Linked DNA regions of Mus musculus: all the other regions are linked to region 4. The links are chromatin contacts, called in public HiCAR-type, HiChIP or PLAC-seq and promoter capture Hi-C maps. All regions are on one chromosome and are shown on one strand. Each heading gives the region's core, a stretch centred on a gene start, on an enhancer-like site or on the middle of the called end of the contact. The rest is flanking DNA. Distances are from core to core; before and after follow the strand shown. Region 1 overlaps Cdh13 (cadherin 13). Region 2 holds the start of Hsd17b2 (hydroxysteroid (17-beta) dehydrogenase 2). Region 3 overlaps Cdh13 (cadherin 13). Region 4 holds the start of Cdh13 (cadherin 13). Region 5 overlaps Cdh13 (cadherin 13).

Evidence for each region. Promoter capture Hi-C pulls out the DNA fragments that hold promoters and counts their contacts. HiCAR-type assays count read pairs that join an accessible place to other places. HiChIP or PLAC-seq counts read pairs in DNA pulled down with a chosen protein or histone mark.
Region 1: an H3K27ac HiChIP or PLAC-seq map of embryonic stem cells shows a contact between it and region 4, with 5 times the contacts expected there. The contact joins the enhancer-like site here to the promoter of Cdh13 in region 4. A contact is called at or near these places in 1 of 39 promoter capture datasets (embryonic stem cells), 1 of 484 Hi-C or Micro-C datasets (the HL-1 cell line), 10 of 115 datasets of contacts at active chromatin or transcription factors (embryonic basal ganglia, embryonic forebrain, embryonic hindbrain and 3 more) and 1 of 9 other capture datasets (embryonic stem cells).
Region 2: a promoter capture Hi-C map of hippocampal neurons shows a contact between it and region 4, with 4 times the contacts expected there. The contact joins the promoter of Hsd17b2 here to the promoter of Cdh13 in region 4. A contact is called at or near these places in 2 of 39 promoter capture datasets (embryonic stem cells and hippocampal neurons), 1 of 484 Hi-C or Micro-C datasets (cerebral cortex) and 2 of 115 datasets of contacts at active chromatin or transcription factors (SST interneurons and embryonic forebrain).
Region 3: a HiCAR-type map of embryonic stem cells shows a contact between it and region 4, with 4 times the contacts expected there. The contact joins the enhancer-like site here to the promoter of Cdh13 in region 4. A contact is called at or near these places in 1 of 484 Hi-C or Micro-C datasets (cerebral cortex), 11 of 115 datasets of contacts at active chromatin or transcription factors (embryonic basal ganglia, embryonic forebrain, embryonic hindbrain and 5 more) and 1 of 9 other capture datasets (embryonic stem cells).
Region 5: a contact with region 4 is called in an H3K4me3 HiChIP or PLAC-seq map of neural progenitor cells, with 8 times the contacts expected there. The contact joins the enhancer-like site here to the promoter of Cdh13 in region 4. A contact is called at or near these places in 5 of 484 Hi-C or Micro-C datasets (the C2C12 cell line, embryonic fibroblasts, nephron progenitors and 2 more) and 15 of 115 datasets of contacts at active chromatin or transcription factors (SST interneurons, VIP interneurons, craniofacial prominence and 12 more).

Annotation. Positions count from the first base shown.
Region 1 is chr8:118,934,764-118,939,115 of GRCm38.p6, reverse strand. The region is part of intron 5 of Cdh13 (cadherin 13); the gene reads right to left. Among named protein-coding and RNA genes, the nearest start is that of Gm31893, 120 kb to the left of the region's middle. Within about 2 kb of position 1,470, at least 8 of the 459 cell types and tissues checked have an H3K27ac peak or open chromatin away from gene starts, as enhancers often do. A contact at or near this core is called in embryonic stem cells, where this site is marked.
Region 2 is chr8:117,699,981-117,704,537 of GRCm38.p6, reverse strand. It overlaps Hsd17b2 (hydroxysteroid (17-beta) dehydrogenase 2), which reads right to left and starts at 2,592. Exons shown (of 5, transcript NM_008290.2): 1 at 2,275-2,592. The coding sequence starts at 2,542.
Region 3 is chr8:118,795,251-118,799,643 of GRCm38.p6, reverse strand. The region is part of intron 4 of Cdh13 (cadherin 13); the gene reads right to left. Among named protein-coding and RNA genes, the nearest start is that of Gm31893, 260 kb to the left of the region's middle. Within about 2 kb of position 2,918, at least 8 of the 459 cell types and tissues checked have an H3K27ac peak or open chromatin away from gene starts, as enhancers often do. A contact at or near this core is called in embryonic stem cells, where this site is marked.
Region 4 is chr8:118,280,639-118,284,900 of GRCm38.p6, reverse strand. It overlaps Cdh13 (cadherin 13), which reads right to left and starts at 1,290. Exons shown (of 14, transcript NM_019707.5): 1 at 1,003-1,290. The coding sequence starts at 1,047. All of the region lies in intron 2 of Gm51555 (a long non-coding RNA gene), which reads left to right.
Region 5 is chr8:118,827,997-118,832,117 of GRCm38.p6, reverse strand. The region is part of intron 4 of Cdh13 (cadherin 13); the gene reads right to left. Among named protein-coding and RNA genes, the nearest start is that of Gm31893, 230 kb to the left of the region's middle. Within about 2 kb of position 1,682, at least 34 of the 459 cell types and tissues checked have an H3K27ac peak or open chromatin away from gene starts, as enhancers often do. A contact at or near this core is called in neural progenitor cells and stem cell-derived motor neurons, where this site is marked.

The DNA.
Region 1 (4,352 bases), core at 221-2,720, 650 kb before region 4:
TCAAGGCTGATCAGGGTATACCTCTAATCTCAAAAGTTATATCATCTAAACTTATCTCCTATCCTAGCTCCCTTAAGCTTGGAAAATGCAAGCTTATTATGTAATTACAGGTATTAATTTTTATATCAAATTATTTTGATATTTCTCTCACACACTTATCTAATCAGCAGTTAGATATTAAAAAAAAAACATTTGAAGGAATAACAACAAATCTACAATTGTCTGAAACATTTTCCCAGCTGGGAAGATAATTGGTTAACAAAGAAGAATAGCGACATGGAAACTATTATAGATTGCCAGCATCCCAAAGTGAGGTGGGGGGTGAAGAAAAGTTTATTAAAAATAAATAATACTAGACATGACATGCATAGCTCATTACACCTGGGCACATTTTTGATTAGGGGCATAGCAGACAATGGCTCTTCAAATGAGATTTGACAGCAGGTAAATTACACTGTGTAAGGGTTTAAGTTGATCTACACAACAACAACGTCTTGATCATAAATAGGATTTGTGTGCCGGAAAAATACATCCCATCATTAATGAAACAGACAAATGAACGGAAAAACATCATATCGCAGTGTGGTTTTAAGTAGCTTACCTTAGCAATGTAATGCGGGCAGTAAGTCATGCATAAAACCCTGTAAAAGCTCATTAAGTCGGGATCAGTCTAGTCAGAGCAGCACATATTTCAAGTAACTGTTCTTCCTTAGCCAATTCCAGACGCTATTGTTTAACAACATCAAGGAAAGTAATGGAAAATAAAGCCGTTGTCATTCATTATAAGTTATGTGCCCTGAAAACGCTTGCATTTTAAATTAGCAGCACAAAGGACTCTATATACAAGCTGCGCTGGTAAGGATCGTCGTCGTGCCACATAGTGAAGCTGTCCTATACAAGAGTGTTGGAGGAGCAGGCAGAGAGAACGGGAGTGCTGAGGAATGGGAGGAGCATGGTGCATGCTGTCCCCTGGACTTGCCAGGGCTGTTGCTCACATGCAACTGTGGTTGGCTTTATGAGGCTTGCACAAGGTCTAGCCTGTTAAAGTTCCAACATGGAAGAACTAACTGAAGAGCTGTTAGCAACTGATGGCTACTGGGTGGGTGGGTGGATGGTCACTAACAGGTTCCCTATGTCCTAGCCTATATCACACTGGATGACCTTACACCCATGTACATACGAGAAGTACTAACTGGTATCAGTGAGTTATTTTTTAAAAAGATAAAAGAGGGTGTGAAGCTGCTAGTGAGGTATTTGGGGGATGCAGGGAAGAATTAGAGGTAGGGAGTAGCGTGGTGTAGTAATTATACCTATGAAAATTTCAAAGAATCAACAAGTGATTAAAAAATAAAATATAGTTCATAGTTTGGGTTCATCATCATGTGGGTTGCAAACTCTGTGTGTATGGTGTGTGTGCACGTGCATATGTGTAGTCTCCCCTCTCCCAGCCTGAAACCTGCTTGTTCGGGGTGGAGCTTCTTGCTCATTCGTTCTGTCACGCCCACTGCTGGAACCTGAGGAGCCACACACGTGTACCTTTTTACTGGACCCGAGATTATTCGGCGAAAGAGAGAGATTGGAGACGTACTATTGAAAGGGCAAGCCCTTCACTGCCTCCCACCCAAATAAATAAGCCAATTGGCCTTGTACTACAAGAGCCGGTCGAACTCCTTCTCCCTGTTTCCCACCTATCATCCAAAAATGCAGAGGTCAACTAGAAAGTTACCTACCAAGTACTAATTAGCATTATAAAGTCAGAGTCTGCAGCTCCAGGCCTTTCAGTTAGTTGTTTACTAAGAAAGGACAGTCTTAAGCCAGATACAGTTTACCATAAGAAAAGTTAAAGAATCCCAGTGAAGCAAGTTTTTTCTTTAGCCCTAGATTCCAGGCAGAACTATTGAGCATAGATAATTTTCCCCCCTCAGGCCAGCTTTTTCTTTTTTTTTTTTTTAAATTTTGTTAATAAAAGGGAGGAGATGTAGTCTCCCCTCCCCCAGCCTGAAACCTGCTTGCTCGGGGTGGAGCTTCCTGCTCATTCGTTCTGCCACGCCCACTGCTGGAACCTGAGGAGCCACACACGTGCACCTTTCTACTGGACCCGAGATTATTCGGCGAAAATCGGGTCCCCTCCCCCTTCCTTCATAACTAGTGTCCCAACAATAAAATTTGAGCTTTGATCAGAATAAATTTGTCTTAGCTCCGTTTCTTCTTTCGCCCCGTCTAGATTCCTCTCTTACAGCTCGAGTAGCCTTCTCAGTCGAACCTTTCATGTTCATGCATATGCATATTTGTGACGGCCATAGTACAACCTTGGCTTTCAAGCCTCAGGCTCCACTCGTCTTGTTTTTTGAGGCAGGATCTAGTCTAGGCTGACTGGATCTACTGGGATTACAGGCTCGCTACCATACTTTCTATCCCTCATCCATCCTTCCTTCCTTCCTTCCTTCCTTCCTTCCTTCCTTCCTTCCTTCCTTCCTTCTTCCCTCCCTCCCTCCCTCCCTCCCTCCCTCCCTCCCTCCCTTCTCGCTTTCCTCTCTCCCTCTCTCTTTCCCTCCCTCTCTCCTTCCCCCCTTCTTCCCTCCCTCCTTCCCTCCTTTCCTTCTCTCTTGTAGGTTCTAAATGTCAAAATCAGGTTCCTGTGCGTCAAGGTTAAGCATTTACTAACAGAGCTACTTCCCTGGCCCTAGCACTTCTAAGCATGGCGGTCTCACCCTTTTGAGGAGCCATTTTGCTTTATCGAGTTATTAGTATGGGGTCAACTTCCTGAAAGTTGCTTTTTAAGCTCCCAGTCCTCTCAAGCTCTGCTGGCACTATGAGCAGGAAGGACGGCTGTGATTAAGGGGTGTGTGGGAAGCCTGGCTTCTATGGAGTGGGACACCAGCATCTGCGTTTACAGATTTCAGCTCGTCAAAGTGGATCACTTTCAAGGCCATCAAGTCATCAATGCGTCTGTCAAAATATCAATAGCTGTGCAGTCTGCCAGGTAGCCTTCAAGGACTTCTCTTTCAGGACTGGCTGTCACTTACTCTATGCTCCCCATTACTAAAAACGTAAATAGGACTGGAGAGGGATTGTGAGTGTTTCAAAAACAGTTCATAAACTCACAGATACATGCCAGAGCTCTGCTTGTTATTAGGACTTAATTGCTGTCTCTTCCATAGCAGACTGAAAGATGACAGCGTGATGGTTTGTGTTTGTTGTCAACTTGACCGCAGCTGGAATCAACTGAAAGGCAAGCCTGGGCACTCCTGTGAGGGATTTTCTGGATCAGATTATTTGAAGTAGGAAGATAGACTCCAAATGGGCTTCTAATATAGACTAAAGACCAGCAGCTCTCCAGGAAGCCTTCAGCCCTTCAGATCCAGATCTGAACTGCTGGGACGTCTAGCCTTGCAGACTGTGTAATTACTGGGTTCTCAGCCTCTCTGTGTTGAGCTACCAAGACTGTATAGTGTAAGCCAATCTAATAAATTGCCTTATATATACTCACTGTTCTGTTTCTCTACAGGATCCAGATACAGTTGGGAGCTGGCTAATTGATCCCAGTAGAATCAGTGCCTCCAGCTGACTTCCTTGTGACCTCCTGATTCCTGGGAAATCTGTACTCTACAGCAGGTCTTATACATTCAAGGCTAGGGTCATGGGTATGACACCACAGCTGGAATTCACGTGCAGATTCCAAGGCTGGCCTCTACTAGTTTTCCCTATATATCTAAGCTCCCACTGCTGCCAAATTTCAGACACACAATGTAGGTTTGAAAGCAAAAGAGAAACCCCTGAGTTCTTTTGAGGTAGGGGTATTCTGTTTTGTTGTATGATACAGGAGATATCTATACGTTTGGACTTCTTAGCATCCCATCTCTCTCTGATAAGAAATAAAAACTCTTTGGGCCATTTTCTTAATGGCTGTCCCTAGCTGTTCTGGTGTGACTCTCAATCGCAAAGCTGCCTCCTCCAGTTCTATCCTAAAGAGGCAGGCTCATGATCCATGCTAAGCGATTCAGAAGCACTCTCTTCCTAACTGCATCTGTGTTTTCTGGTTGGAAATTGGATGGAGAAGGTTTAACCCATTGTTTCTCAAATGTAAAGTCTCTAGCTGTCTCTGACTTAGGTTCTCATACTGAACTGTGCAGAGGAATTTTAATCCAGCAACAAGGCGGCTCTGGGTGGAATACAGACAGACCCTTAGGACACACCTTTAATCCCAAACAATGAAGATAAAATTAGTCAGTAGAAGAAGCAGCCATGTTTGAAAGTGATGTCTAATTGACAGGCAGACAAAGTGATGAATCAGAGAAAGATTTGACAGAATAGGATCTGCCCAACTCTCACGAGAAGAGATGGGAAAGGGA
Region 2 (4,557 bases), core at 1,343-3,842, 580 kb after region 4:
AGTTCTGCAAGTAAAGATGCCAACCCACTTGAAGACACCAGTTCAAGGCCCTGGACCTATGTAGTGGAAGGAGAGAACTGACTGCCAAAGGTGCTTATTGATCTCAGCATGTGCACACACACACACACATACACACACACAGAGGGGGGGATAGTTAAAAATAAATCTTTTTTAAAAATTTAATGAGTTCAGGTATCACAAATTTATTTTCAACTTTTTTAATTTCATTTTGAGCTTAGTTTGGTTTTGTGTTTGGTTTGGCTTTTTGTTTGTTTGTTTGTACATTGGGGCTTGGGGGCAGGGTTGGGCTTTGTTTCCCTTTTCCTTTCTTCCTTCCTTCCTTCCTTCCTCTCTCTCTCTCTCTCTCTCTCTCTCTCTCTCTCTCTCTCTCTCTTTCTTTGGTATTGGCGGTGGTTGGTTTGTTTTCTTGTGGTGTTGGGGACTGAACTCTGGACCTTAGCACAAGCAAGACAAGTTCCTCTATCCCTGGGCTCCACCCTAACTTTTAGCAAAGATCTTAAGCCTTCCCAGGAATAATATCAACCTTGTGCTTTCATTGTGCAAATGATGGGAAATGGCAATTTCAGTGTCTCTCAAATATCTCCAGCCCGGCTCTGACATTTGGAAGTTTCCCCTAGGGCTTAGTCCCTGAGCTTGTGTTGCTCACCTCACTTAGGTGGTGACGACACCAAATAAATGGGGAGCAGAGTCCTGCTTTCTCCTCTATCTTGGGATCTGCTGGAATCGCTCCTTCTCAGAGGTCAACTGAAAAAGTGTTAAACCTTGAATTGATCTCTGGATTGTCTACATTTCCTGTCGATTCTGTGATGGGCAGGATGCCATACCTCATTTATTTCCAGAGTTTCTGAGGCTGGGGATAGCTTCAGGGAGGGAGGGACTTGTGTAAGCATGAGAGCCCACGTTCAGATCCCTGGCACCCACGGAAAAAGCTGGGCACTGTGGGAAATGCTGGCAGCTCCTCACTGAAGAGCCAAAACCAAGAGGATCGCTGGGGCTTGCTTGTAAGCCAGGCTAGCCACTCAAGGAGCTCCAGAGTGGGGGAGAAATACCACCAAAAGGATAAAATGGGGAGTGGCTGAGGCACACACCCAGGATTGACCTCTGATCCTCAGAGAGAGAAAGATAAAGACAGACACAGACAGACAGAGACAAACAGAGACAGACAGAGACAGACGTGTACTTAATGGTTCTGTCTTCTTTCGTACAACTGGGAAATACAATAACTACTCGACTTCACTGTTGTATCTTAAACTCAGAGAAGCTGATGTCCTGCCCTTCCACACCCCAGCCAGAACCAAACCGTGCTCACAAGAAGAATCTTTGTTACTGGATTTAAAGTAAAAAAAAAAAAAAAAAAATTGATTCATCAGTCCACGAGTCCCCTGCTGACCACAGCCAGGGGCCCCAGCCACAGGTGATGACTTCCTTATGCAGGGGTGACACCCTCCTCACAAGGTGACTCTGCCGATGGCCTTTCCTCTTCTTTCCAGGCCTTTCTGGGTTAGGATCACTTGAGGGAATTCTAGTTGCAGCTTTCACCAAACAAACCCGTTTTACAACTCCAAGGAATCTAATTTGGCCGCCTCGCGCTTACTGCAGAAGAGCCTGCAGAAGAAGTGAGAGGCTGGCAGCTCAGCTAATGAGCAGCTAGCTCCGTGTGCACGCACTGCCAGTTTGATCTAATTAAGAAGCACTAATACACTAATGACATATAGAGAAAAGGTTCAAACAGGACAACAGGGTGGTTCGTGGTTCGGGACAGCAGCCTGGCAAATTGCAAAGGCTCAAAGTACAGTGGCGTCCCTAGACACACAGTATTGTGCCAAAGCTGACTGGCCACCTTCCTTCCATACATAGAGGGGTGACCAGGCCTAGGACCTAGATAAATAGTCACCTCAGAACAGAATAGCAACCAAGCCTGAAGAAGTCTGTCAGGTATTTCCTGGTACAAGAACACACGTGAAATGATGCTGTTTTACTTATTTATATTTATTCCTAGGAAATTAACACACTCATTGTATAGATCTGTGGCCCTGAGCAATTGTCACGTTTTGTCTTACCACTGGCTCCTTCCAAAGCCCATCCAAACCAAAGGACACGCAAAAAGGCAGTGAGAACCACTCGGGTATGTGCTGCCTGTCATTCACTCTAAGCACTTCCCACTCAAGCCAAAACTGACAGTGTCCCCCCACTGAGGACAGAGAGTATCAGACTCTTCTCCGCAGGACAATCACAGGAATGCTGGCCACTTACCTGTCACCAGCACGGCCTTTTGATCCACAGGTAACAAGTCTTGGTCAGATGAACTCATATACAGAAGAAGGAAGCAGGCCACGGATAAGAGGAACAAGGTGCAGAGGAGGGACAGACTGAGCAGGCAGGCACCTCCCCAGAGGCCAGCGAGACACACCGCCTGGCTCCGCAGCTGCCTGCCACTCCGGCATCCGCAGAGAAGCGTGCCCCCCAGCACTGCAGCGGCAGCCAAGCAGAGCCATGCTGACTCAGAGGCAAACGGGCTCATTCTCCACTGGCCTTCACTTGCTCTGGGCCAGTGAATACTGTGAGTGCAGAAGCTGGCTGGAGGCAGCCCAGGCTTATATGAAGGGAGAGGCAAGCGGGAGGGGGGAACGACAGCCCCCGCACCCTTTGAACAAGCATGTTAAAGGTAGTGATAGGGGAGACTACTCCCAGGATGTAATTTAAACTGTGCACTGTGATATAAATACCTGCTCATTCCCCTAAGGCACTCAACACTTACACATGAGCACACGTACACACACAAACACACACACACACACACACACGTACACACACACATACACACACACACAAATATACACACACCTACACAGACATATAGACATACACACATGCACATACACACAAATAGGCACATACACACAAATAGACACACACACATCGTAACACACAGACATAATACACACACGGACATACACACACATACAGACATACACACACTTACACATACACACATACACGCACGCGCACACGCACCCTCCCACCTGACAGATGTTTACTCAGATAATGATTGACAGACTTGGAATCACAAGAAGACAATCTCCTTTGGATGTGCCCTCTCTGTGTTGGTTGAGTTCTTTTGCTAACTCCGAGTGTATCTGTATGTGTGGCTGTGAGTGTGTGTGTGTGTGTGTGTGTGTGTGTGTGTGTGTTATCCAGGTAATCAGTGAAGCTTGGAAAGTGGATTCTAAGAAGAGAGCATCCCCGATCTGGCCTGTATCTGGAGGACTACTGCCAACTGAGACAGGTTAAGGGCTCAATGAGCCAAAAAAAGGCTCACCTTAGAGGCAGATGGAAGGTGCCTGTGTCTTCCCAGAGGGCAGTTGTGCCAGAGAGAGACCATAGCAATGACAATCAGACTGAGAGAAGCTGTCAGAACCAGTGCTCTGCTCAATTCTGACTCAGTCTACCCTGTTGGAGGCTCTGTTCTTGGTAGTAGGACTCGGTCTCCGAATAGGATGTCCTTACAACATTTCTATTCGTGTGGCAATAACGAGAGAGGCAATCAATAGGAGACTAGAGAGATTAGGAGCCGGAACGCAGCAGGGTGTCAATCCCCGGCATTGCCCTTTGAACCACCCACTGTCTGCTTTCGGTCAAACACAGAAAAGCAACCCCTCCTGTGCTAGTTCCTCCTTTTGCCCAGCTTGCATCTTACACAATCCTTTGTTAGAGTCAGCTTGTAAACTAGAAAATTCAGGCTGGGAGAGGCTGTACTTTATCCAAGAGCAAGGAATCTGAATCCACACACCTGTGACTCACCAGCTCAAGAGCCCTTCTGTAAAAACTGGAGAGATAGTTCAGTCTCTATATATAGGTATCTGGGTATTATATACCATGAGCGCGAACACACACTTACACATGAGCACACGTACACACAAACACACACACACACACACACACACGTACACACACACACACACACACACACACACACACACTCGGACCACCAGTTCCTATACTGACACCCAAGGGGAGCTCCCACGGGATTTGATGGGTGTGGTGCTTACTGGTGTCTGCCTAGGACAAAGCAGGATTCTAATAAAGGCTAGAAACTGAGAAAACTGGAGAGAGAGGAGCTCTCACTTTGTGTTCAGATGGCTCATTTTAAACCCAGTTCAGTTCCCACAGTTGTTAAGGATGAGGTAATCTTGGCTGGGGGATGCTGTCTCTTTACCTGTCAATACACTCTGCCCCACCTGGAACCCTAGATGGGGCCTCAGTGTGGGAAGCCGCAAACGCCATTACAAAATGATGCTGGTTTCAATAAGCCGACACCCATGAATATGGGTAAACAACCAATGTGCGCATGTGCCATAGAGTTTTTGCTGAGTCACTGCCTGGCACGAGGCATGTAAATGAGGTACTGAAAGCATAACCAATCAGGTGTAGACACGCCTCTCCTAGGCCTATATAAGCAGTGCCAGTTCTGGGGCTCGAGGTCTTTTGCCTACACAGTCAATGCCCTCCCAATAAACGTGTTGCAGGAGGATCCAG
Region 3 (4,393 bases), core at 1,669-4,168, 510 kb before region 4:
GTCTGTCCTTCTGCCTAATCTCCCAATTCCTTTGTGTTCATGTTAGAAAGGAAAGCTAGGGACATCCACCTCTCCAGTCGACAGAGGGTTACCTGTGATAAGGATGCATTCAGTCCACAGTCTGCCTGTTGTAGTTACTTTGTTAAACACGTGGGCTTTGGGATTAAGCCGTTGGCTTTTCACTTCTGCTCCATCAGCTACTGGCTGTGTGAAGAAGGCAGGATGCCCTTGCTGTCTCAGAGTCCTGTGCAGTGGTGGAGAGATTTCTGAACCGCTAATGTGTGCAGAGTGCCTTTATTGTGTTGAGTGCATGATAAGCTTTTTAAAATCACATCTGTGAAGCATGAATCTGATGGTGGTGACATTGGCAGGAAGGAGACGAGGAGGTGCTAGGCTAGGATGAAAGGTTTTGTTTGTTTGTTTGTTTGTTTGTTTGCTTTTTCCAGATGAGTTCAGGCTCACAGGTTAGCAGAACAAAGGTTTGTCCAGCTTTATTCCGGTGGGCAGTGGTGGCTGGATGCTAAACAGAAGCTTAAGAACTCAGCTCTGCAAAGGACTTTGCATTTGTTGGAAATGCTTGATGACTTGATGTGATAAGACAATGAAGATGATGGTGATAGTGAAGATGCTGTGCTGCTGGTGGTGCTGATGAGGAGGATGGTGATGCTGCTGCTGCTAGTGATAATGACTGTGACGATGACGATTATATGATGATGGTGATGGTGGCAACAGTAAGAAGGATGATGATGGTGGTGATTATGATGATGATGGCGATAGCCAGAAGCCTGATGATGTTCACCCACTCATGATGAATTTCACAGGGGTGATAATGAGCTTTTGGTAAGTGCCTGGCCCTCATATGTGCAGAGATGGAACACAGATTGTGTTCTGTTATCTGCAAAGTGAAGCCCACAGGAAATGAAGCCTTGGGCATGGAAATGCTGAGTCTGGGATGCTGTTCAGGTTTCCCTGTTTTTATTTAACAACTTGTAATTATGTTGGAGATGGGGTTCAAGTTTAACCTATTTTTTTTTCCTTTACTTCTTTCTAAAACAGACCTCATCCTTAAGCAATAATGACAACAGAGGATACTTGGCTTTGCTTCTGAATTAAAAATCAAAAATGGAGGTCAGAAATTGGCTATGGTAGAGAAAAAGATGGATTCTGAAGAACAGAAGAGCATCCACAGATAGTGGTCAGATTGTTCCTCAACCCAGTTGCCAGCCGTCTTTGACTTATTATGATCCCATATGACCTAACGACCTCATTGGTTGTTGAACCACACCACCTCATTGGCTGCTGAACCACATGACCTCATGGGTTGTTTAACTAAAATCCCAGCCTTCTGATACTCTGGTTTCAGGCAGACTTTTCAAGTTTGTGTTTGTTTTTTGGAGGTATCATGCAAAGTGAGAATGGAGAGTGACAGAGACGGCCAGGTAAAGAAAGAAGAATGTGGAGAAGGAAGAGTCTAGGTGAGTGGTTGACCCTTCAACTTTCCAAATACACAAAATGCGGAGTCAGTAGGTAGAGGGGTGGGGCAGGTAGGAGAAATGAGGATGCCATGCTAAGATGTGTGAGTGAAAGAGCTGAGATACTTATGTTCTCATACTTAGTATCCTATGGTTTGAAACCTACGCACTCTTAGCTCCAAGTCACTATCAAGAATCTTTGGTTATAATCAATGTCTCTTCTCAACATTCAGCTTAAACATAATTAGCATGACTCATTGAAAAACAACCACAGTGGTAAACAGTTGACCGATTAAAAAAGAAAATGGATGTATATCTTTATTTAATTGGTGACTTAAACATAGAAGCCCAATATTCAATTACTTGAAGTCCAAATATTCAACACTGCCTTCTACTCCGACCCAACACTTTGGGGAGATATCAGCATGTTACCCTGGAAAACTGAGGTTGTAGTTGATTTGAATGAATGAAGCCTCTGAGAAGCTTAAAAGAATGAATGAAGCCCCTGAGAATCTTATAAACAGAATCAAAGATTCAAAATCTTTCAGAGAGTGTTGCCAACCTTTCTAACAGTCTAACAGAAGATGGTGAGGCAAGATGACAGCAAGTCTTGGTGTAAGGGGCAAGCCTTGTTTGCAGACCAGCAGCTGTGACCTCAGATTTGTGACAATCTGGAGTTGGCCATTTCTCCCACAACAGGAAATCTTCAAGCATGACATCAAACCCCAGTAAGACAAAAACAAGTGACCTGTTGGGACCAGACAGGGGTTCTCAGGCAAAGATTTCTGTTTCTGCTCACCTCATGTTTAGAAACATCTCTGACATTCTTTAAGACGCAGGTTGCCATGGTTACAGTTGTGCAGGGAGGGGAGTTTTCAAGCAACCCTGAGCTCATCGGTTAATGCCACTGGATCGGAGATTTGTGAAAATTGATATTTATAAAATATCAACCCCTCTGTTTCCCCCTCTCTCTAGATCAGAAGTCACATCTCAGAAGGCAAAGGGAGGGTTTTAAGATTATGAGTGGCTGTTACAGTTGTGCAGTGGTGGAACTGGCCTTTGGAAAGGCCGAGGAAGGGCCCAGATTGCCAGATGCTAAATATGGCCTTTGATCTATCTCTACACTTCTGGGGTCATAGCCATTTGTTGACATTCTCCAGCAGGAGAAACTGTAATTTTAGTGGGCAAAGCTCCTCATCTCCATCTCCATTGTCACAGACCTATCACTATGACAACCCCGATATTAATTGCTATCTATTTAGAACTTATGTGCCACTCTAATCAAACTTATTTTCGAAGATGTTTTAAAGATCAGCCCAAGGAGCACAGTAAAATAGAGAGGTGCTCCACCCATGGAGAGGGGAGATTTCCCTCAGTTCTGCTCCACCCAGCACCTCCCCACCGCCAACTGCTTCACCAGAGTGGGAAATTGAGAAAAACCCGCTCGACCTAACCCTTTTAAAGAGCATACTTCCCCCACTATTTGAATATGAATCTGTCATTTGAATGACAGCACATCGCCCTGCGAGGTACCTTTTGTAAAAAGTTTAAAACCATTCTCACCCAACCCCCTGCCGCTTTACAAGCTTGAGAGACAGCCCTTACTGCTAATAAATTGACTAAATCCATGTCATGCCTGTTCAAATAAGAAATTACAGTAATATTCCTTTTACTGTCCACCGTGTCTTGACATTTGAAATGGCTGTGTTTCCTTTCTCTGTTATGGTTCTTTTCATGTGGATACATTGGCTCCAAATTTCACTGGAGAGATTCAAGCATCAAGGTGCAGCTTTCTGACCAGCGCCGTTCTCCCTTCAATTTACCTAGCTTTCTCCTGGAGGCCCCAGTTCATCATTACAGACACATAAAACCCAAAAGACAGACCCTGCTGAGCCCAAAAGTTGCTTAGAAGGTATTTGGGAAACATGGAAGTATGGTCTTGCCAAAACAAAGTTACAGATGGAGCTTCCTGGGAGAGCGGGCTTCATCATTATCCCCTTGATCTTCACTGTGGTTATTTCTTTCTTTCTTTTTTTCTTTTTTTTTTTTTAAGCTGGGAATAAATTTAACTCCACCAGAGTCACGGGGATTCACAGTGCTGCTCAGAGATATGGAATTAGCCAACTGATGAATGGTGTAGCTTTTATTTATTTATTTATTTATTTATTTTGGCTTGGGTATTTTTAAGACCTAGATTATTTTCAGTCATCTACTTTGGGCAAATGGGAGGATTAGACTCGGAAAGGAAGATGAGGAATCAAAGCAGGACTACATCAAATTCGAGGTGGTTGACTGCCTAGGGATTGAGGGAAAGCAGGCTTGAAACTCTAGAGAGAGGGAAAGAATGCACCAGATTGATGAATTATTAACATGTTTGCAGTGATAGTAGACCTGAGAAGAAGTGAGCTCTAGAAAAAGTGAGACAAGTTGAGAAGGCGTTACAGACAAGCAACCTCAAGGAAGCCCTGTATTAGTTAATCCAGGACCGCAGCACCTCCCGCAAAGCCAGACGAGAAGAAAGGGCATTTGAAGGAACAAGGGAGGGGTGGTGACTTGAAAAACACTTGGCAAAGAGGCAGACAGCAAAGAAGATGAAGAAAGGTATATTCTCTTTAACTATGAGATCAGACAGAAGCAGGTGTGACATCACCTCTGCCCTTGCTCTTGAGGAGAGCAGAGCACCTCCCTCGTTAAAGAAAGGACTTCCCAGTGGGTCCAGGAATCACCCCCTCACTGGGTGGGAGCAGAGATTCCCAGAATACAATAAGCGGCAGGTAATGGTAGCAGCCTGCGGTGATCCCATTGCCAGTGTTCCCTGGGACGGTGAATGATATTTCCCTGGACAGACTGACAGCCTCCAAGCCAGGCTTCTCCCCTCCACTGCTCAAGCAATGTGATGTTATCCCGCTGGGCCCGTTTGC
Region 4 (4,262 bases), core at 41-2,540:
AGCCTCCAGTGCCTCTGGCCTGTCCCCTAAGTGTTGCTTTCCTACACCCAAACTTCCAGGGATCTCCGAGCTTCAGCCGGGCTGAGGAGAGCCCCAACATGCCTCTCCTGCTCTCCCAACCTTGCCCTGGCACCGCAAGGATCTGGAGGGTTATCTGCCAGGCAGCTGCAGCCTGGTGAGGAGGCTTGAACTTTTCCTTGTGCTCAGCGCCACCCGCCCGCCCGGGGAAGACAACAGAGGCTGCAGCCTGGGCTCGGGCAGGAGCTCCAGCTGTCTGGACAATGGGGGCCCAAGGGGCTGGGGGTAGTGGGCCTGCGCTATGCAGAGGAGACCGGGGATCGTGCTCAGGCCCCTTTCAGCCCGGAGCTGGAGAGCCGGAAGACCCCAAAGCCGGAGCGGCGGGCGCCTTGCTTTGAAAGACAGCAGCAGCCGGGCTGCGGAGATCCGCTGGCGGGAGGCGCCTTGCAGCTCGCCAGCCGAGCTGGGCGAAGAGAGGACGAGCGCCCCGGGAAGTCAGTGATGCCAGCTCCGGCCTCTCCCAGCCCGGCTGCCGGCTGAACCGAATGGCTCTTCCCGCCCCCCCTCCTCCCGGCTAAGGCACTGGGCTACGGGGCAAGCACAATCCCTAGGAGTCGCCTCGAAAGGAGTGTGTATCCGATGCACGAACCTCGGGAGGAGGCGAACCAAAGTTACCCTACTTGATGTCAGCCAGGATGTCGCTTTGCTTGCAAAAAGGCTCTGTCTTCCCTAGAATGAGCTTACACGCGCACACACACACACACACACACACACACACACACACACACACTAGCCGGCAAGAGGAGCCAGGCTCCTCTAGGATCGGAGCTGAGGGTGACCTCGCATCTGAGCTAGCCGGGTATATCTGCACGGCGGCTAGCAGAAGCCCCGCGTCCCTCCGATTGCTTCTGGCCATCACCAAGCAGGGCGATCTGAATGCAGAAAGCTGGTGGGAGCGCGCTGACTGCGGCTCACATTCCCTACCTGGGACAGCAGGACGCACAGGGTGAGCGGAGTTCTCGGCTGCATCTTGCCCGACTAGAAGAAGCGCCTGGCGGCGTTTGCATTCACACACGCGGCTGCACTGAGCATATTTTCCGTGGGAGCCAGCCTTTGAGGAGAGGCTCTGCCTCGCCAGCCAGCCAACTTCCCAAATAGATCAGCGGCAGCATCGCGAAAGCATTGGGTAGCGGCTGATGACCAGGACCAATGGCTTTACAAGACGGATTCCTTCATAACGCTCCCTCGTTTTGCATGGCAGATAGGGGCGAGCACCTCGCAGGGAGAGCCCCCTCCGAGCAAGGAGGCGGCACGTTGGCTTTTTTTTTTTTTTTTTTTTTGACTCCTGGTGCCCAGCCTCACAAATCAGGCTGGGCAATGCCAACTGATTCCACTTTCCCTAGGAACTGGAATTGCACCCGGGACCGGCAGCCACTTCTAACACATTGCGAAAAAAGATTCTCTTTATTAAAATGTTAATAAGATCCACTTTATTCCCAATAAATCACATAAAATGACCCCCGCAGCCGCAGCCCTCTATGCCCTAAGAGTCTTGCTGGTAGATTTCTTTGGCTTTGTTTTTCGTTCGCCCTCTCCCCCTCACCCCCCCCCCGCCCCCATCGGCCCCCAAAGTGGCTCAGCCACCGGTGGTGTTTGGTGTTTTTCTGCCATCACCACAAATCACAGAGTGGACAGATCAATTCTAGCTTGCAGGAAAAATCCATCAAGGAGCAATAGATTTTATTAACTGCTCAGGTGAGGGTGGGACTGGCCGACACTCCACAAGCGTGAACCAAAGCCAGAGTGAGTCATGGCTTGAGAAAATTCTGTTTTTCCCCCTTTGGATGTGACCTTTCAGAGTCCCTGAGCTATTCCCAAGGGCTCGAAACAGTGCTAGCCATGGCTCAAGGAGTCCTAGAGTTGGGGAGTGTTGGAGATTAGAGAAACAGGGACACATAAGGCGGTTCTTCCCTCGAAGAGATCTAAAGCTAAGGCAGGAAAGTCCTTATTTTCGTGCAGCTTTCTTCCTGAGAGGACTTATGGGTTTTACAATAAAAGGCATTTATCCATCTGAGATAGAAAACTTGGACCGCAAAAAAAGTTTATAAAACTAAAACGCTAACTTCCAACTACAACCGAGTTGCTGTGATTTGGACAAATGAGCTTCCTAGTAGCCAAAGCAATATGAAAAAGAAAATGAATGCCATTTTTGTTGTAGAAAATGTGTATAAGTAGCCGGGCAGTGGTGGCGCATGCCTTTAATCCCAGCACTTGGGAGGCAGAGGCAGGCAGATTTTTGAGTTCCAGGCCAGCCTGGTCTACAGAGTGAGTTCCAGGACCGCCATGACTACACAGAGAAACCCTGACTCAAAAAAACCAAACCAAACCAAACCAAACAAAACAAAAACAAAAACAAAAAAACAAAAAAAAAAAATATATAAATGAAAAAAAAGAAAGAAAGTAAAGAAAATGTGTATAAGTTACATTCAATACTGGTATCAATATATCACGTGGCATCTGTCACAGCGAGACACTGAGCAATAGGCCAGTGGGTTTGGGAAATATTTCAACTGCCAGCACAGGGCCTGGGATGATGAGACAGTGATTGGTATGTATCAAAGAGCAGATAGCTAAGTCAATCAAGAACTAGCAGACGGTAAGGAGGACCCTAGAGTCTGGAACTGAACTAGCCTGCTGACACCCCAGCTCTTTATTCAGAGCAAGTTGCCCAGACTTTGAGTCTCCATTTGTCTCCTGGCTAAAACTCCTAAGGTCACACTGCGGATTCAGCGGCACCTCGTTGAATGAGCACCTCACCCACTCAAACTGACATGCTTTCTAAAATTCCTCCCTTGTCTGCGCCTTGGCCATAAGGTCACTGCATGTGATTCTCCCCCACCCCCACCCCCCAAGGGCCTTCGTGACAATGCTTTCATGTCTGGTGCTTGGTTGTTTTAGCCAACTACACACATTACAGATAGCAATGCCATCCGGAGAGCCCACAGACGATATTGAGGAAACCACTGCCTCATCCGTTCTCATCTGATCGCCTAAATAGCGCCACCTGCCCTGAGAATTTCATAAACATGTCCTGTAGTAGATGGCATTCCATAAAGAGGACAGTGTGAGAGCCATGTGTACAGAAATCCGTCCCCCACATTGCTGCTCAGAGATAGCAGACAAGCTTGGAGTCTACAGAGATCCAAATAAGGATATCTGAAATCTCTCTATTAGTCTCTATTCCAGGAAAACCGTCATCTGGTCAACCAGAGGCCAGCTACCCTGAGACCAGAGGTTAGCAAATATAGACAAGGAGACAGGAAGAGGGGACAGCTCAGCTCAGAGGATGGGTAATCAAGGTAACAGTGCACTGGTAGAATCGAAAGGTCTTCCCTTATCTTCATAACAACAGCCTTGCCCAGGGAGGCCACTCATTGAGTAGGGAGGGTCCTAGATACCCTTAACGACAGTTGGTGTCCTGCCTTTATACTTTGGTCAGCCTTCATGCGCTCTCCCCAATCCATCATCCTTAGTGTCTCTCGCAAAATGTACCTAGGCTTCTGCCTTCTAAGTAAATGTCAGGGCTAGACTTGTTTCCAATTGGGGTGTAGCACGTGACCAGATCTAGCCAAGGAGCTGTGATTGAGAGTGACATGTGTCACTGCAAGGCTGGGGTGTTTGTTTCATGGCCACTGTCAGACAGGCTGGTTTGTTTCCCTGGTAATAGGGATCAGAAGCATTTGTGCAAAGTGCCTTTACTGGGGAGTATTCGCAGGTAAGCATCTGCAGGAAGACAGTGTAGAAACAGATGTGAAGAAAGTGTAGTCACAACAGAGGCCCTGACCATCCCAGAGCCCCCAGCTTAGAACAGCCCTTCAGACTTTACCCTGGTGGTGTTAGAGTTTTACTGGTTTTTGTTTGTTTGTTTTGTTTTTAGATTTATTTATTTTATGTATATGAGTACACTGTCACTATCTTCAGACACACCAGAAGGGGGCATCGGATCCCATTATAAATCCCCAGGTCTATGGGTTTGTTTTAGGTTTTGGTTTTTTTGTTTTGTTTTTTGAACTAATTAAGCCATTAGTTAGATTTATGCCTCCCACCACCACCACCCCCAAGTCATGAGTGAGATGATTTGGCTTGGCCAAGAGCAGTTCTCTAGTCTGATCTCAAATCCATCACACACATGCATAGCTGAGGTGATGGCCTAAGACACAGATGGCCCTACAGGTTTGATGGTT
Region 5 (4,121 bases), core at 433-2,932, 550 kb before region 4:
TTAAAGTTCCTTTTCATCCAAAAGAAAAGAAGATTTAGTTAAGTCATTTTCTTTTTATCCAAGAAAAGCAAAGGGCACGGATTGACCAGCCCCATCGAGCTGCCTTTTGTTTTGACGATGACGGGAATGGCTGTCATCTGAGGGAGCCCTGAATGGAGTGAGAAATATCCATCGTCAGCGCGGGATAGCTCAGGCTGCTGGGAGACCTGACACGGTTCCATTTGTGTTTCCATCCTTCCTAATCAAGTTTCTGCCTCTTCCTGTAATGGAAGTCACATTCCGGGGAGAGAAAAGAAAACAAAGCCTCTGCCTCTAAAAACTGTGCTGGGCTGGGCCCTTAATAGTGAGCGTGAGAACAGAAAGCTCAGGCTCCCCAGATCGCTGTGTGAGGACGGGAGAGGAGTGGTGAGCCCTGCTGGCCTCATCTCAGCCATCTTAGTGTGGACTGAGCTTGTGGCTCTGTGGCAGGGTTCTTGTTTGACAGTCCCTTTGGACTCCATGGGAGACGAAGCAAACAGAAGGGACAGCATCAGCACTGTGGGGCAGACAGCTTCCCAGGGGCCTTGCTTTATATTTTGACACTGACTTCTGTAATCCAAGCAGCCTGTGTGTCAGCCTCACTTTCCAAAGATGGAGGCGGAACCTTAACTAGTAGAGCAGGGTTTTCAGGCAAAGCTGTCCATCAGATCTGAGACCTGCTGGACCTCAGGCTGAATGCTTCCCTTTGGCCCTCCCCGGTTCTGGTGTGGGGGCCGACCCTGATCTAAGCTAGAGGGGCAGATCTAACACTAAATCGATGCTGTGATGTAAAAGAGAGCACGGATATGCTCTGCGTGTGAGCAGCACTCTTGCACACGTGGACTGCTCGGAGTGAGGGGCAGGGCCTGTCTGCTTTGCCTTGAAACACAGTGCCTGTGCTTTCCCATCCTACAGAGAACACAGGCTCTACATGGAAAGAGTGGGCTTCCCTCCCAGTTCAGAGGAGGGGAATCAAGCCCTCTGTGCATCATCCATTGGAGGTGGGGTTCAGAGCATCGGGCTCAAGCTTCAGGTTCAAGTTCTTATTCATACCTCGATTATCCACTTTCGGAGAAACCGTCACTAAATCTCTCTAAGCCTCAGCTCTCTCTGATGTGAGGAGGGCCTGGTACCCACAGGAGACTTGCTAGGGGGACTAGGGTGAGCAGTGCAAGGGGAGAGCTGCCATTGAGGACACCCTGTCACCTGCCATTCAGCACAGGTTCTGCACCTCCCTGGATGCTGGCAATACTGTTCGCAGTATTATCTGCAGATGCACACACCCTCACTCCGCCGGGGGGGGGGGGGGGGGGGAGCCAGACAGCCACAGAGTGCCTGCTGTCTCTCTCTCTCTCTTCCTCCTGATCCTCTCCCTCCTCACCCCCTCCCTATTTCTTCCCCACCCCATGACAGGGGCTCAGATGATCTCTAGTTCTCATTCTCCTGTCTCAGCATCCCCCAAGCACTTGGATTTCATGCATATACTAGCACACCAGCGTCTTTCTTCAGTTTCACTGAAGTGGTTTCTGTGGTTTGGGGATGAAGACAATTATACCATGGAAACTGCAAATAAAACCACATCCCCACCTCTGAGATACGCTTGCCTGTGAGTCATGTGTAACAATTGTTCCCCTCAGATCCCTGGGCACGTGCCTGGGCATGCCTCCTTGATATACACAGCTCAGGCTACCTAAAGTAAGGGAACAGTCAGCCCCCACGCCCAACTCCCTGAATCTAAGACTGCAGGAGGCTTCGTGACCACACACACACACACACACACACACACACACACACACACACACACACACACTTGCAGCTCAACCCTCCCCCTTAGAGATAGCAGCGTGGAGTCGCTAGTTCTACGCTCACGAAGGTGGCTGTGGCTAAGGAGACCTTGATCCTGTTCCTTTGCGCCACCCGGATTTATGTTTCTTCTTTGGACTCAGCTCTGGGGAAATTACTTTTCTCCAAGTGTGATGTCTCTTTTATGTGGGAGATGGGCGGGGACTGGGGGAAGCAGCATCCGTTACCTATCATCCTGTGATAACATCTAGAAGTGAGAAAACACACACTGGCATCATTCAGAGAACCCTTCCAAAGGTGGCAACTCCTCAGCTCAGGGCTGACATCCCTTGTCCCTTTATTTGCCCGGCCCCAATCCTCTATAGAGACGATTTCACCATGGCTCCTAACACGTAGCAGACATGGCTGGATGGACTGTCAGTGTTGAAGAATACCACTGTGCATGTGAGGCAGCCACTCTGCATTTGTGAATGCTAATCCCCAAGATCAGACTCTGAGGAGACTCTCTGGGAGGGCAGAAGGCAGAGAAGTTTCTAGAAAGAGTGCCCAGCAGCAGGATACAGGTCATGCCTGGCGACCCATGAACTTTCCTTTGGGTCCATCCTCATGTCTCCTCACTGTCCTCACACTGTCCTCACACTGTCCTCACACTGTCCCCTCACTGTCCTCACACTGTCCCCTTTCACCCCACCCCTCATCATGTTCCCCTCAACTCCCACCATCAGATAAACCTAAGACATGAGCAGTGGCATTCTTACGTTGATTTTGCCCACTGGGGAAATTGAGGCACAGAGGTTAAGGATTTGGTCCAAGCTCTTATAAATTTGCATCATCAGCAGCTGACAGAGAAAATAACAAACTTCTTGAAGTTGATGTGCACAGCAGCAGCTCTGGTTACCTACACATGATCAGCACAAGAAACAGTTAACACTGCAGCAGGCATGGGTGGGGGGAGGGGTTGGAGTTCCACTCTTGGCTGTGGATCTATTGGCAGCTTATAGCACCTGAGGGAGGGAATCGCCTTCTTTTCTGGATATGACCACTGGTAGGTTCCTCATGGCCCAGTATGAGCCACACATTTAATCTTTAAAATTTATGTGTATTTGTGGATGCAGTTGTGCATGTGTGTGTAATACCTACAGAGGTTAGAAGAGGGTGTCAGATCCCCTAGAGCTGGAGTCACAGGCAGTCGTGAGCCACCCAGTGTGGGTACTGAGAGTACCTACATTGCTGCAAGAACAATAAGTGTCTCTCAACTGCTGAGCCGCCTCTCCAGATCCTGACTCAGGGGGTTCTTAACAATAGAAAGAAATAAATAAAAAGAGTACCTAGCATGACTTTGGTAGGGAACTGGGATGGGGACACTTACTGGGTATTGTCAGGAGGTGACATATATGGTCAATGTGCATTATATAAATGCATGAAATGCAAAGAATAAAAAATGTTATTAAAAAGCCAACTCACGTGATAGATTATGTTGCTTACACAGGGGGCTGAGCCCTGACAAGCAGTCACATCTTATGACCCTTCCTTAAGCGGTATGAGGTAGAATCTTGTTTCTATCTTCCAAGTCCAAACCCAAGGCTTAGGCAGGCTAAGAGACTCCCCAGCGGACACTTAGATATGCGTGTCCTTTGAACTTTTGTCCTAAGTCACTACATTAAATAGTCAGATCGACGGTCTACAAGAATTTAACCAAATAAGCATATCTCTAGCCCAAAGCCTGCCCTCTAGGTGACCAAAACGAGCAAGCCGAGAAATGGTCAAGCCGCTTGTTCTGGCCAACTTAGTAAATTACACAGGAACAAAGGGGGATTCAATCAATTGCTTAGCAATTAGCCATTATGAAAAGATACAGAGAAAAATCCAATGGGCTGTTTGGTGGAGCAGGAAGCATTTTAAATGTCACCACAGTGAGAGAAATATTTGAAGATCTGTCTTCATAATGGTTAACTAATTGCAATCTTCAAATTTTATTGCCTTGGAAAAATAACTCAATTCCAGAGATAGAACATTAACACTTGGGGACATTTCTCTCTTTTCTTTGTTAGCATGGAAGAGAAGTACATAAGTGGATGAATCTCAGTAATTTAAAGGGACTGCTTCCCAACTAATGATCAGGAACCCCATGGGCAGCATTGACTGTCAGTGACCATGTTACTACCCAGCAACCTGCGGCAACTTGTGGTAGGTGTTTCTGTCATAGGGAATCGCAATGGCAAAGAGACATTGGGATCTCTCTCTCCAAATGCCAAGTTCTGTTTAATGAAATTCCAGTGCTGCATAGACAGCTACACCCT